Regions from separate parts of the Gossypium hirsutum genome. Here regions 2 and 3 are each linked to region 1. A link is a contact called in public Hi-C data. All regions are on one chromosome and are shown on one strand. Each heading gives the region's core, a stretch centred on a gene start, on an enhancer-like site or on the middle of the called end of the contact. The rest is flanking DNA. Distances are from core to core; before and after follow the strand shown. Region 1 holds the start of LOC107951927 (protein MODIFIED TRANSPORT TO THE VACUOLE 1). Region 2 holds the start of LOC107951922 (probable inactive ATP-dependent zinc metalloprotease FTSHI 2, chloroplastic). Region 3 has its middle 4.3 kb from the start of LOC121217189.

Evidence for each region. Hi-C and Micro-C count contacts between places; a contact is called where the count stands out from the background.
Region 2: a Hi-C map of leaf shows a contact between it and region 1, with 1.9 times the contacts expected there. The contact joins the promoter of LOC107951922 here to the promoter of LOC107951927 in region 1. A contact is called at or near these places in 5 of 34 Hi-C or Micro-C datasets (hypocotyl, leaf and petal).
Region 3: a Hi-C map of leaf shows a contact between it and region 1, with 3 times the contacts expected there. The contact joins the enhancer-like site here to the promoter of LOC107951927 in region 1. A contact is called at or near these places in 13 of 34 Hi-C or Micro-C datasets (callus, hypocotyl, leaf and 1 more).

Annotation. Positions count from the first base shown.
Region 1 is chrA02:85,562,780-85,567,860 of Gossypium_hirsutum_v2.1, forward strand. It overlaps LOC107951927 (protein MODIFIED TRANSPORT TO THE VACUOLE 1), which reads right to left and starts at 3,112. Exons shown (of 6, transcript XR_001698679.2): 1 at 2,624-3,112; 2 at 1,475-2,218; 3 at 1,064-1,219; 4 at 1-294.
Region 2 is chrA02:85,114,874-85,119,954 of Gossypium_hirsutum_v2.1, forward strand. It overlaps LOC107951922 (probable inactive ATP-dependent zinc metalloprotease FTSHI 2, chloroplastic), which reads left to right and starts at 2,642. Exons shown (of 12, transcript XR_001698676.2): 1 at 2,642-4,197.
Region 3 is chrA02:85,834,206-85,839,286 of Gossypium_hirsutum_v2.1, forward strand. It overlaps the pseudogene LOC107951643. Among protein-coding and RNA genes, the nearest start is that of LOC121217189, 4.3 kb to the left of the region's middle. Within about 2 kb of position 1,971, at least 4 of the 9 cell types and tissues checked have an H3K27ac peak or open chromatin away from gene starts, as enhancers often do. A contact at or near this core is called in hypocotyl and leaf, where this site is marked.

The DNA.
Region 1 (5,081 bases), core at 1,862-4,361:
AGTAGTGTGAAAAGAGACATCTGCAAAGGGATCATCATCATTTTTCAGTTCACTGGTGCTGAGATTAGTACCAATACCATCTCCAAGTAAGTCATCAATAAGGGGTGTTGCTGTCCGTACTGCAGTATTTTGATCATTTTGATCTTTTGTGGAACTATCTAGTCCATTGTAATCATCCGGATCACCAGTGTCGATCAGGTCAGGCATTTGAACAGGTGTGGTCTCAGCTTTCAAAAACTTTTCTGAAGTACTTGCCAAACCACCAGGTTGTTCCCCATTCAAAAGGACTAATACCTGTTTAATAAGCAAATATATATATGTCAACTGTGGCATCTATTTCATTAAATCAGTAAATCGTATCCTACCAGCTTTAAATTAGTATTCAGTGTAAATAATAACTTTTTAAAGTCATAGAGCACTATAGCATAATGTGACATAATGTGACATCAATTGAGAGCCATCTTAAAATATCTCAATCTGTAGGTTCAAGGAAAAGGTAGAGATGAAACTGTCCTCAAATAATAATGGAGAGGAAACAAAAGACTAATCAATATTTCTCTGAACTGATGTTTAAGGGGAAAAAATGAAGCAGCAACCAAAATTTAATTAATACATAATAGAAGTTTCCTAGATTTTTTAATTAATATTATTTAAAAGAAGCACCAACAAACAACACATTAGATTTGCATAAATATGCCATCAATAAATGCAATACCTTAATGAACTCAAACAGGATGGAAATTCAATTGGCCTTCCTACACTTATCATGAAACCAAAATACAAATGACATTTCAAGTGAACCTCAAAAAAAAAAAAAAAATTCCATATCGCTAAAAGCAAGTTGTTAAGCATAAGTTAGTTCAATTTTCCTTTATTTCCCATGACATTAGTTTACAGAATGAGAACTTACTGTAGTTGCTACATAAATCAAAGGGGTAAAGGAGAAAGAACCTACAAGCATGCCATCAAAAACAATGCTCTGGGCTGGCATTAAAGCATAACAAAAATGATATTTTCGTCTTTCTGATTAAAAGTAAAACAGAGGGTTGACTGAGATATTTACCTTGTTAGCCTTTTCTCTGAGGGAAGCTTGGGGAGACTCAGAACATCTCAAAACAACTTCTTTGCTCTCGGTAAAGTAAGAAGCCACAACTAAGAAATGCTCATCTTCCTTTTTCCTCAAAATGGACTCAAGCACACATACAGCTTTCATGCGAACCTGGTCACCGGTAGTTCTGGTCAAGGTTAAAAGATACCTAAAAACACAAAAATTCCAATCCATTCTCTTTTTTTTTTTTTTGGGAAAGAAGTCAATATAGAATTATCACCGATACATGGGCATGTAATAAGTACGGTGTGCCTCCATGTACAGCAAAGTGATTAAGGTGAAACTGACTTGGGTAGATAGTTTAGGTTCAAGCCAAGTTCCCCACCCCACCCCTATGGTTTCCGATAGATAGGTGCAGAGAGTTACCTGCCACATTGGAGATAGAAGCTTTGTTTCAAGGGCATGACTTAAAGCCAAAGCATCAAGCTTTGCAGCCTCCACAAGGAAAGCCTGAATGGCATCTCGAGTAGGTTGGAGACGAACGCCACCAGATGTCACAATGGTTTCCAACAATCTCTCTTCACGAGTTTTACTCTCTTTATTTGAGTTGGATTCCCCATTTGTTGTTTCAGTCTGTAATACTATTGAATCCTGGCCCCAAGGTCCACTAGCAGAATTACCGGAAACCCTTTTAGTGTCAGTATGCAATGTAACAGGTTCATACCTATCAGAATGGTCAATTTCTTTAGTCAAAGACCTTTGAAGTGTAGGGCTTTTGTAGTTCCCATTATCATTCTTTCTAAGTGAATGGCCCTGAGTGAAACTACTGATTCCCTGCTTGAGGGAAGCACTTCCAATGCCAACCACCTCACTTAGAAATGATTTCTTATCATCAGATGGCATTTCAAAGTTTGAGTTCCCAAATCCTTGTATTCGTTTGTTAAGGTCGTCTGCAGGAGGAGGCTTACTAGCATTTTTCTCCTCTGCAAATATAGCAGAAATAGCCTCATGAGCTGTGTCCCGAACAGCCTTATTGAGTGCATCCCCCTTCAAAGGATTCGGTTGCCCTCTGTAATGGAATAACTCACGCACCACTGCAGAGTTCCGCTGCATTTCTCTCCTAAACTCCACACCAGACTTTCCCACAGCATATTTTATTAGCCGCAAAGCCTGTAAAAGTCCCACTACAAATTGAGTATCAACATGTTTTGATATTTCATAATAATAGAAACACATGGTAACTTAGACTCTTTACATGTAAAAACTTCTTCGCCTTCGGAGAATATTAGGCTCCTCTCCTTGTTTTGTTAATAGCCTTTTGCTTTAGTTGCATTTATATACAAACACAAGTCATGCTTTGATACAGATATTTAACTACAAAAAAACTCAGTTAAAGTTCTCCGATCGTTACTTCACTGCTTACTTCACTGCTTGATTGCATGACTAAATTGAGTTCAAAACTTTAACTTTGTAACTTTCCCAGGAAAATTTCCCCAGAGAAACGACAACTTGATTACAATTGACTAGATTTAACCAAATTGAAACAAAATTGAGAGCAAATTGAAACGGAATTACCTTTTGTTTGACGATGGGGCTTTTATGATCGAGTCGTTTCAGTATAAATTCAGAGACCTCTTTAACGATACTAACATGAGACGATCTCAAGAGCTCGCAGATCTCTTCTAGCTTATAAACGGGAGTTACTTTGTCTTCATCCGAGGTTGCTCCATCAATCATCCGCGATCTCCAGTACGACTCCACCGCTCGCCTGCTTGAATCCATTACAAAAAATTGAAGGGGAAAAAGGGGTAAAACCCTCAAATTCTTTGATTGAATCGAGAGGTTTAAGGTGGATCTATTTGGTATTGGTTGGATGAAGAAAGGGGCGTTGAAAAGAAGGGAAATCGTTGAATTTCGATGAATAGGGATTGAATTAGGGCAAAGACAGATTTTGGATTTGTGAACGAAGGCTTACACCGTGGTGCTAGGCTCACAGACCCGTCAGGTTGTTAAATTTGTCTGTCCCTTGCGCATGGTTGCCAGAACAGGTGTTAAATGTTTGGGACCGTGGTCAAGGTAACGCTGTCAATTCCGGCTGTTTTGTTGATAAATTTACAAAATTTATTATACTAAAAAGTCGCATTTAAAAATTTTTTTTTGCATTTTCCACTTAAAAATAATTAATTAATTCCCTTACCTTAAAAAAAAATCCACCTATTAAAAAATTCACCATTAAACAATCACATAAAATATTCAAAGTAAAATTAATTTTTATTTGGAAAAAAAATATAAAATCTATCATGTTAAAAGTATCATAGAGGTTCTCGTACTAAGAGTTAGATTACATTTTGCTCCATTTAAAAAAAAAGTAAATTAATCATTTTACATTAGATCAAAGAGCAAAATGACCATTTTATTAAATTTTTTACCTATTTCTAACGTTAAGTGATGAAGTGGCTAACAAAGCAACCAAACAGCAACTCATGATCTATCACGTATACCTCATGCTGATGTGCATTTTACTATATTAAAAAATAATTTTAAAAAATATAAAATTCCTAAAACTAAATAAATTTCTAAAACTTAATAGAAAGTTATTAAGAATTTAATTCTTAAAAATTCCAAGAAAATTTTTTATAATTATTTAAGAAATCACTCTAGAATGAATATGGACAAACTCTTGTCCAAATTCATTTGGGTCTAAACCACTATGTGTCCAAGTCATTCCAGTTGTTTTTAATAATTTTTAATTTTTTAAATATTTTTATAACTTATTATAATTCTTAATAATTTTTAAAATTTTTAAATTTTGGAAATTTTTATAATTATTTGGAAAACCATGTCAATAATTCATCTTCAAAGGTGTTTTTTTAAATAATTATAAAAAATTTATTTATCTTTTAAGATTTTTAAATTTTGTTTAAATATTTCCACGTCCACATGAGGTTTATGTGACACACCACGTTTGCAATTAATAGTAGAAATAGATGAAATTGTTAACAAAATGAATAGTTTGTTATTTGATCTAAGGCTAAGAGATTAGAAAAGATAGAAAATCTACAAGAGAGTCATGACAATAATGAGATCTATAAGAACGCAGTTAAAATTCTTAAGACTTACTGTTTGGAGGAGGATGAAGAGACACTACCTCCTGGTGATGGTATTCAGCAAAATTTCCAATTTGGAGGGAATGGGATTAAGGTTCCATATGGAGGATTTAGCTTTAATTGAAGGTTTGTATCTTTTTCCAAATTTATTCACTTTTTCATTGAAGTTAACTATTTAACTTTATCGATCTAGTTTACTGAAATTGCAAGTCTTCATAGCTTGGTTAAATAAATCAAGCAGTTGTTAACTGGGGTGTTATGATTGTTGTTTGGGTTGAAGTTTTTGGTTGGGGCACCTCATGTTTGAGGAAACCACCATTTCTTATCTTATTGAAACTTTCTATCTTCCATTTTCTCTCTAAAGAATCAATGAAGCCCTTATTGAAAAGTGAGAGATTGAGGGTGGAAATTGTTGGAGTATGCCAAAATACCAATCATATAATGATTGTAATAACATATATTTACTTAGTTTATTAATAAAGACATTGTCATTATTGTTTTTAGTCTTTATTTTTGTGTTAAATAAACTATATAATGATAAAGTCCTAAGAATGATCATTTATAAATGTCTTTAGTCAAATATTATTGTGGGCTTGGACAATAATAATACATTGAGACTAATATGTGATTGATTGATAGCAAGTGTTGTTATGGATATGCAATATCAAGTCAACAAATAAGTATATGTAAGAGAATAATATACTGGAATAACCCACCAGGAGAATGCTTCTTGGATTGTTATGTAGTAATCACGACACTTCTCATGGTGATAATTGTATGTATGATCCTTAAGACTTGAAATCATCATTGTTTCAACATCATGAGTTGTATGCTTTCAGACAATCAAACTCTGAGATCATCATCATTAAACCACCTAATCCTAGTTAAACTAAGAGATTTTTTTCTATTGAAATAGACTTCTACAA
Region 2 (5,081 bases), core at 1,392-3,891, 450 kb before region 1:
TACTTGGTAACAGCTCGAGCCAATCCGGGAATAACTTGTACTAAGATGGGAGAAATCGGTGTCCATTCTTGTCAATATATTGAGGAAATGTTAGAGCCTCACTTGGAGGAATCCGTTGATATGGCCCAAACTTAAAGTAAGCTCGACGGACTTAGTCCTATTGATTTGGAGGGTAATTCCAAATAGATTTTTTAAGCCCCCGGATCACGCTCCAAAGAAGAAGCATCAAACTCCTTTGTTTCGACTTTCAACACTTTATAAGGACATTTAGGAATTTGAGAATACCTAATATCTCGTTTAAGAGCTTGGGAAGATCTGATATTTGATTTTTCTCTGTTAATAACAAAAATTTAAAGAACCGATTGATTATTATTGTTTTTTAACACCCTTTTCTTGAAAAAAGATTTGATCTTTTTATTGACCATAATATAATCGTAAAACCTGAAGATTGTAATAATATTTAAATAAAAACATATTAGGAAAAAGGAAAAAAATAATAAGTCAAATAAATAAAGAACATAATTTATGCAAAAATATTTACCGAGAAGTCTTTTACATAAGGAGCCAAGAGGAAGATAATTTATATTTTTTTACTCTGTGCTCTCACTCTCAGCATAAAACTCCTTTGTTTTTTCTTTTGGAAATGTCGGTACCTTACTAGAGGAAGATAATTCCTTAGTAAGATATACAAATCAAAATACAAGAAAGTTGCTAACCTATTATGTGTAGGTATAGGCCAAATCAATTAATTTTGGAATTTGGCTTCAAAGTCCATATTGGACCTCTAAATTTAGTATTTCAAGACCCATCATACATTAATATTTTATTATTATTAAAGTTATATAATTAAAAACTGAAAAATACTTTGTTAATATAAAGTATAACCTTATGACTTAAGGGGGCGAATGTTATACAATGTGGACACCAAATCCAAAATACATGATAGTTTATATATAAAGTTAAAATATCTAAAAATTCCAAGGGGAAGACCGCCCTGATAGTAAGGTTCACTATAATTTCATAAAGAGAATTTAGATTCAAACTTTGAAATGACATTATTGGGACAAATATCATAGATACCTTAGTTTCACTATACATATAGTCGTAAACAAAAATATTAAGGTAAATTACAATAATAGACACTAACTATGCACTTAGTTCTATTTTGGTCACCCAAGTATTATTATTATTTTATTTAGTCACTCAATTTTCTGAAATTAAATATTTTAGTCACTTTCTCGTTAGTTGCTATTAGCTATGGGACAAAAAGCTGATGTTGACCTTTTTATTGCCTTAATAACAAATTTAGCCCTCTAATGATTACACATTTTATCAATTTGATCCTAAATCTAAAAAGTTCTATCAAGAAACAATTGATCCCTCTCTCACTATCGGCAAGACACCTATCAACCCTCTTATCAACCACCATACACGATGCATCACCATATTCAACTCACCTTTATCAGCATCTAGCACCATTGACACTCCTCTCTATTTACTCTTTCACTTCCTCTACTTTTTTCTCTCTTATTTTCTTTCTTTTTTTTTTCAAAACCTTTGATTGTCCAATGTTGTGCCACAACCACCAATCGTTGCTACTTCTCTAATAGTTGCACCACTATTTAGATTGTCTTCTTTATCCACTATTGTTTCGGCCTCCTTTTACTCCTTTGGTCAACAATTAACTTTTTTTCTATTGGGATCACTAAGAGTTGAACCCGAACCACTTAAACCAAACTAAGCCAAGCCAAGTCAATATGAGTTCTTTTTGTTTTTTTTTCAATTCACTTTTTTTTCCTAAATCTTTTGGTTCGTTTCTTCTTTTGCATATGGTGCTAAATTTTCCTCTCTAAAGTAAAGATCTTAATGGTTGTTGGTTTATTGGTTGTTTTTATGACTATCAAGTATTAAGGGTGTTGTGTATGCTAGGATTTTAAAGTATTTTGGGGTTGCTTTTGGGTTAGGGTTAAAAGAGAGGTGGTTGAGACTTAGCATATGGCGGGTCTCGAGTAAATGGTTGGTGGGAGTGGTGTGTAGGACTTGAGGGGAAAATGGTGATGGTGATAGCATCGTGCAAACGGGTAAGATGGTGAGTTCGTGATGTTTGTGGTTGTTTAACTAGTTTTGGGCTGAAGGAAAAATGGTTTGATGATAGAAGCTTTAGTGTTTGTTAGGTTTGAGAGTAGATGAAATTAATATGGTGAGGGTGAGTTGAAGATGGTGATGCATCAGGTATGGTGGTTGAAAAGAGGGTTAGAGAGTGTATATTGTTGAGAGTGAGAAAGAATCCAATTGTTTCTTTGTAGAAATTGTTATATTTTTTTATTTAGGATCAAATTGATAAAATGTGTAAACATTGAAAGGACTAAATTTGTTATTAGGTTAATAAAAAAAGAGCTCACATTAGCTTTCCAGCCCACAACTAACAACAACTAAAAGGAGAGTAACTAAAATATTTAATTTCAAAACGTTGAGTGACTAAATCAAAAAATTAATAGTTGGGTGACCAAAATAAAATGAAGTGCATAGTTAGGTGATTATCTTGTACTTTACCCAAAATATTAATGCGGGTTTATTATAGATGTTAACCGGCGTCGTTTAACACTAAGGTTTAATATTCTTGTTGGTCGGGGACGCAGTTTTTTATCCGGGAGAGGTTTGAAGAGAAAGAAGAAAAGAATAAAATGCTGTGTCTTAGGCTTCCTATTCGACTAAATCGAATGTTCAATAACCTTAACTACAATGTCTCAGTTTCGTTTCACTACGTAAGTCTATCTCTTTCGATCTCTTAACATAGTGAAATTCTTTTCTGTTCATTTTCACTCATAATTCTCTTCACATTTTTTTTTCTTCATTGTTTTTTCATGGCTTATCATTTCTCTTTTGGTTCTTCATTGTACCCAAAGCTTCCATCTTTAAAACCCAAACCTCAAAACCCATTTTTCTTCAGCTCTTACCCTTCAATTTCTTGTCAAATTTATAGCTCTAAGAGCAATAGTTCCGATGATGATGATAAAACCAAGAAAACCCATTTCAATTTTGTTGCTTTACCCATTACTCTTACTATAATCTCCACTTCATTTCCACAACAAAGTTCTCTTGCTGCAGTTAAAGTATCTGATAGGAAAAAAACTCAGAAAAAAACTCAAGAAGCTTTGACCCCTGAGCAGATAAAACAATGGTCGAAAAATCTTCCAGTTGTAACCAACCGGATTCCATATACTGAAATTCTCAGTTTGAAACATGAGGGAAAGCTTAAACATTTAATTAAGCCGCCTAGTGCTAGTTTGAAGCAAAGGGCAGAGCCAGTTTTAGTAGTTTTAGAAGATTCTAGGGTGTTAAGAACTGTTTTGCCTTCAATAGATAGTGATAGGAAGTTTTGGGATTCATGGGATGAGTTAAAGATTGAATCTTTGTGTGTTAATGCATATACACCTCCAATTAAGAGGCCTGAGGTGCCTTCTCCTTATTTGGGATTTTTATGGAGGGTGCCTGCATTTATGTTGTCGTGGTTTAAGCCGAAGAAGGAGTCCAAAAGGGCGCTGGAAATTAGGAGACAAAGAGAGGAGTTTAAGAGGCAAAAAAAGGAGGAGTTGGCGAGAATGAGGGAAGAGAGAGAGATGATTGAAAAGATTATGAAGGCGCAGAAGAAGGAGGATGAGAGGAGAAAGAAGCGAGAGATTAGGAAGAGGAAGTATGAGGAGTCATTGCGTGATGCTAGAAGGAATTATCAAAGTATGGCAAATATGTGGGCCAGTTTAGCTCAGGATTCAAATGTTGCAACTGCGCTTGGATTGGTGTTCTTTGTGATATTTTATAGGACAGTGGTGCTTAGTTACAGAAAGCAGAAGAAGGATTACGAGGATAGGTTGAAGATTGAGAAGGCAGAGGCAGAAGAGAGAAAAAAGATGAGGGAGTTGGAGAGGGAACTGGAAGGAATTGAGGGGGAGGATGATGAGGCTGAGCAAGGGGGAGGTGAGCAGAATCCTTATTTGAAGATGGCTATGCAATTCATGAAGTCAGGAGCACGCGTGCGGAGAGCACAAAATAAGAGACTGCCACAGTATTTGGAGAGAGTAGTGGATGTCAAGTTCTCAGACGTTGCAGGTCTTGGCAAAATCCGGCTTGAGCTTGAGGAAATAGTCAAATTTTTCACACATGGGGAGATGTACCGAAGAAGAGGAGTAAGAATACCAGGTCAAAAATTCTAAACCTGAATAAATTTATTTTAAAATTCAATATTCTGCAATGAAGTTATACTCGAAACCTACATGCAAGCAAGTTGTTATGTCTTGTTTACCTTAAGTCTTTGGCATGACAACTGACAAGTTAACAACCTGGATACAAGAGCTTATAATTGGATGAATCAGCTTTTTCCTTTTTCTTTTTTACTTTGAGATCACTACCCAAACTCTAAATTTGTAGGAATGTAACACTTAAAGTGGCTAAACGAAAATTGCAGTAAATTCATGGATCATGTGTAGTCAACTTACCTCTAAATAAAGATGATAACGCAAAGTTCAAAGAATTATAGCATTTTATCATATGGTATAATGATATGTTTATTCAGTTCTATAAGACAACTATTAAGTTGTTATTGATCTGGATTGCTGAATATCTGATGAGCCTTTCTGTTTCATTATACTTACCACATTCGTGTTTGCAAGAGGTATTTGTGCCTTTCTTTTTTCCTTTTTCAGTCACTGAGCGGAACTCTCATCCTTGATCCCTTTATGACACTGATTAGATAGTTGTTTTCCACAAATTTTGGCTGGTCTTCTCATTTTAAACAGAAGTTGGTCAACATTCAAAAGTGATGTGACATTTTCCTTATTTCTGTTTCTTCTCTGATCTTAGATAATAAATTTGGTCCATTTGTTATCTTGATATACATTCATATGTATTCTCAAAAGGGAAATCCAGAAACTACTTATAACTGTTTTTTTTTTTTCTTTCGGTAAGACATCATTGTAAGCTGATCATCCGTTTTAAGATAATACAGATCCATAAAATATTTCTATTGCCTTCCTATTTCTGGTTTCATTGAACTTTTTTCTCATCTGGTTTGAACACTTTTTGTG
Region 3 (5,081 bases), core at 721-3,220, 270 kb after region 1:
TTTCTACACGTCGCTTACTAAACAAACCTACAAAACTTGAATATTTTTTTTAAATAGAAGACTGCTAAAAATGGAGGTATAGAATGTACGTCAAATGGTTTAGCAGTATATATGGTAACTATGTGTTATGGCAAATTCATGCATTCATACATACTCATACATATTTTGCTTGAGGACAAGCAATAATTCAGGTTTGGAGGTGTGATAACTCTTGAAAAGAGTTATATTTCAATTCTCTAGATTGAATTAATTGTTTGTAATTAAGTAAATATGTTTGCATTTTTAGGGTATTTTTAGAACATCGCATGAAAAAGCTTGGTTTGTGCTATAAATGTCATTATTTGTTACTGGGAAAGAAAAGTGTTGGTTATTGTTAGCAGCAAGTGCAAGATGAAGAAGAAAAGAGAGAAAGGAGAAAGAAAATGAAGGAAGTGAAATATTGCTATAGAAAAATGTTGGTTAGATTGCCAACAAGAATGCCATGACAATTCCAGGAAAATGATGCAGCACTCAGTCCACGTCACTCTCAGCTAGTTATACTTGTACTAGATAAATCACCCTAAAAAATAGGAAACAAAATGTGTGTACTAAGAGGGAGGGATCTACCCTATAAAGGAGGAAAGAGAAAAGATACAAGGGGATGAAGATTTTGAGGGAGAGAGGAATTGGAAAGCAATTTTTCTATGCATCTAATTCTCGTGAAAAATTTCAAAGAAAAGAAAGGAGATGGTAGCAGCTTACAGAGCAAAAAACCACAAATGCAAGAAAGGGGAAGAGATATCTGCCTTGGGTTTTGCATCAAATTTCAATATTAAAGTGAAAACTGGAGTAGCGAGAGCTTCCTGCAATTCTACCTTTATTTTCTAATTTGAACTTTGTGATTCATAAACTTGAATGATAATGCTGAATGGTTTTATTTTGGATTTGAATGTCCAATCCATGAGCTAAATCTCACTGGATTGGAATTATTGGGTGAATTTTTATTATCTTTAATGCCCATGGTCTGATTTTGAGTAGATTACTGTTTCATTCGATTTGTGGTTATTTTAAATGCATGCATGCAACCTCTAGACATAAATGATTGTATGGTAAATTGTTAGATCTGATTTAATTCTGAAAAGATTAAATGAACTGAATTATTATTGGTTGATACAAACGAGTATTCGAATGAATATTCGCAACACTCTAGGCGTAGAAGTTGTGATTTGTACAGAGAAAGGAAGAATAGTCTGGATATCATTCTTGAGTTTTGTAGACATACAAAAACTCATAATGATAGCTTAAGTCTGGCTTCGAAAAAAGTAGACTATAGTAGTGAATCCCTGAACAGTAGAATGATCAAGATTTTGTCATGGCATTATTATGATATAAAAATAAAACCTGACTAATTCCAACATTTATCATTCAACAGTACAAATCCTCCCCATTTATTCTTTGAGAATTGCCACAACATTTCAATTGCCCTAGCATTATGCTCAATATATGAATCTTAATATATTAACAATTTTCTCACTATATAGATTTTAAGACGTGAGCATTTTAGTATGTTATATTCATATTATGTAATCGTATCTAATTTAATTCTATCAATTCAACATTTAGAGCTGATATTGACCATCCTATACTTTGATAGTTGAGGATGAGTAATGACTTATTTAGCAGTATTAATTCTTTCAGCCATGGGGCCAGAGAGACAATAATTCCCATATATACTGATTTTAGCTTTAGTAAAGAAACACCCTTGGTTATCACCCAGATTAATATCTCACCGCACCAGCCCCAGCCCCAGCCTGATTGGCGCTTCTAACTTGAATGGACCCTGGTTAATGGGGACTTGATGCGAAATTCTCTGGACCCCTTTTTTTTAGTGATGAAACAAATGAATTCCTCAAAACAACATGATCAAATCTATGACCCTACAAATCTTGATCAACTCCAACAAACCTTCAACCCTTAGCCCCATCTTATCTGGATGATCGTGGCCTCAAGTGTCATGTGTGGTCATTATCTTTTTTCCCACACAACCAGGTTATTGGGGTGTGTAGTGCTCACACTTTCATAGCAAGACCTTTCCTTTTCTTCCCGATGTGAAATATAGCACGACCTTTGTTTTACATTCCTTTCCTTCAAGAAGCAACTTAGCCTACCCTTCGAGGGTTTGGCGAAATAATCTCATAATGACCTTGTCACCGTCACTTGGCTCGTGAGCTGTGGGTCTTGACCCTCTCCCTTCAAAACCGACTTATTGGGGCATGCAACACCCACACTTATACAGCCCACACTGTGAGATTGAAGTACCCCGCGTACCCTTCGGATATTTGGCGTGACTGTGACAAATGCAACATGAAATCTTCAACCACTCCCCATCCCTACTTTGCCATATCAATTAGGAAAGTGTCTTCCATTATATTTCTCAGATTTTTTCTCTTTTGTTTAAACTATGTATATAAACATGAAACAGCACCAAAACAAACATCTCTATCTCTAATATTTGGATTAACAAAGGAATCAGTCGACTTGCATGTTTTCAGGGAAGGGGATTGAAGCACAACAATGATAATAACCATTCTCATCATACTTGAATCTTTGAGAAAGATGAGCCTCCCGGATGAGATACTCGCCCCATTCCTCCGATCCAAACTGCTTGAAAATGCCACATGCGTTGAAGAAATCAGACTTTACCTTCCGATTTTTCCTCCTGAACAGTTACACCCCAAATAAATAAATAAATAAATTAGGGAAGGCACAATCACGAGGTTGCACAGCACTGCTACTTATAACAATAAATAAACATTATTACGGAAATGGGGTGGCACCTTTTCCGATGCTTCGCATTCATCACAGTGGCATGCAACTGAAATTTAACAACAGATACAACATTAATATTTTTGAGACCAGAAGGAAAGGAAAATAAAATGAAACTAAAAAACCAACTAAACATTGCTTCATACAAGGCACACAAGCATATATTGACTTCTAGATATGATTCTTTTCCCTTTCTTTTTGATCTATTTCCTTCCCTCACAATAGTCTTAACTAGATTTGCAGCAAACTAAGTTTGTCGTCCAGTGTTTGACATACAAATCTAAAGGTATACATTTAAGAGAAGGTGCCTGTCTTTATGATTTAGAGGATCGTTTCTTGAGGGAGGAAAACAATCAGACCTGACCCGAGGCAAAGCAGAACCCATAGACTGACCTTGAGGGATGTGGGGGGGAGGGGTATAGATGAGTGCTATGGTCCCTGTCATGTAAGAAGAGTTTTACACTTTGCAGGTTTTTTCAAGGTCAATCCATGGTGATATGCACCTTTTACCTATGTTCATCTTTCTGGAGCTTTTCTAGAGAGAACATTGTAACACAGACCAAGGCTCAATGACATATCGCGTTACTATTCATTCATACAGTAGGCTTTACTTTACCATACATAGGTGTAATTAAATATTGTTTCCTCACATTTTACAGATATCAGTAAACAAGTATCAAGTGAATGAGGTCGAATTGAAAGAAATGAAGAGCAGAGCATGCCAAAAAGGTGAATCTAGGATTGAAGGGAAGACAAAAATCTCTTTATGCTGGTAGATTTGAGCAAACAAATAAGGCATACCTCGTTCTGAGTAAAGAAGATCAAATAAACAAATGAAGAGAACACAGTTACATTGATTAATGATCAGGTGAAGGCTTTATTTACAAGTGGAAACCCAAAGATTTTCTCCTAAATTCGTGAAGTATTCAACATTAAAATCTCAACTAATAAACAATCAACACTAAAATATCTCAACAAATAAAAGTGTAGCAAGGACTCATTCAAACTTATTTGAAATTCAAGAAACAGCATTGCTGTTCATTCATTAATACCGAGAACATCTCAACTAATAACTACACAGATAGCACAAGCTTTTAATACTACAGGAAAAAAGAACAAAGAAAAAACACACATAAGGCCAAAAGTCTTACCTTGAATTCATGTCTGATATCTCGCTCTAGAACAAGCCCAGCCTCAACAAAAGCATCAATAATAACTTCTAAGAAATGATAAGGAAACCAACAGAGAAATTGACAGAAAAGTTTAAACTTCAACAAAAATTGGGAACATGATTATTGTTCTTGTATTTCCAAGTGCAGAATCAAAAGAAAGGAAATATTATAAACTGGAAGAAATAAAAAAGGATACGACAGGCACATGAAAGTCGATTTTCACTGCCAATTTCTTCTCCAGGAGCATAGACAACACGGGCTTTATCCAAAGAACCCCTCATGCAATCCTGTGAAGGTAGAAAGATTTTAACTCAAGAAGTGTGTCCATGTGTCCTATAAAATGCCCCTAAAATACAATGCAAAATAAATGAAAGCAGCTCCCTCTTTCCGGCAGTCTGGCCTAATTAAAATTATTTGTAACTAGTTAACCAAATTAAAGAAAAGGCTGTAAACTAGAGCCTAGCAGTAAATTACGGTCATAATAGGATGACTCAATTAGCTAATTGAAAACTAGGCAAGAGTACTTTTGATTTACTGCAATCGCTCTCCAGGGTGATGAGTTGAACCTTGAACAACCGCTAAGAAACCCAATTTTTTATTCTTACAGTTCAGATAATAAGTTCTCCAATGGTATGCAATCAATTAAACCCAAGCATGCTTATCAATATCTTAAAGGAAATTTATGAAAGAGTCAATGCTGTCCGAGTTTGCAGACTAACAGGCTTGAACAGTATTAGCTCATTCACAAGTAAAAATCACATATTAAGCAAGCAAGTGTCAGAATATCAGGGCTAAAAATCACATATTAAGCAAGCAAGTGTCAGAATATCAGGGCTACAATGAACTTACCAGACCCTTAAGTCTTACAAACAGAGGTCGATTATCCAAGGCATCCATCACTTTTGGGGAGATACTCTGTGTGGAAAAAACAAAACATTATACATCAAGCAATTCTGGAATTGGCCAATATCGAACTGATCATTCGATGCAAGAGAATTTACCTTCAATACCTCAGTTGCTAAATTAACTCGTTCTTTGTTCCACAACTTCAACATGAGCACCGTCAGGTGAAATGTTTTAGGTTTAATAAATATGGACTTTTCG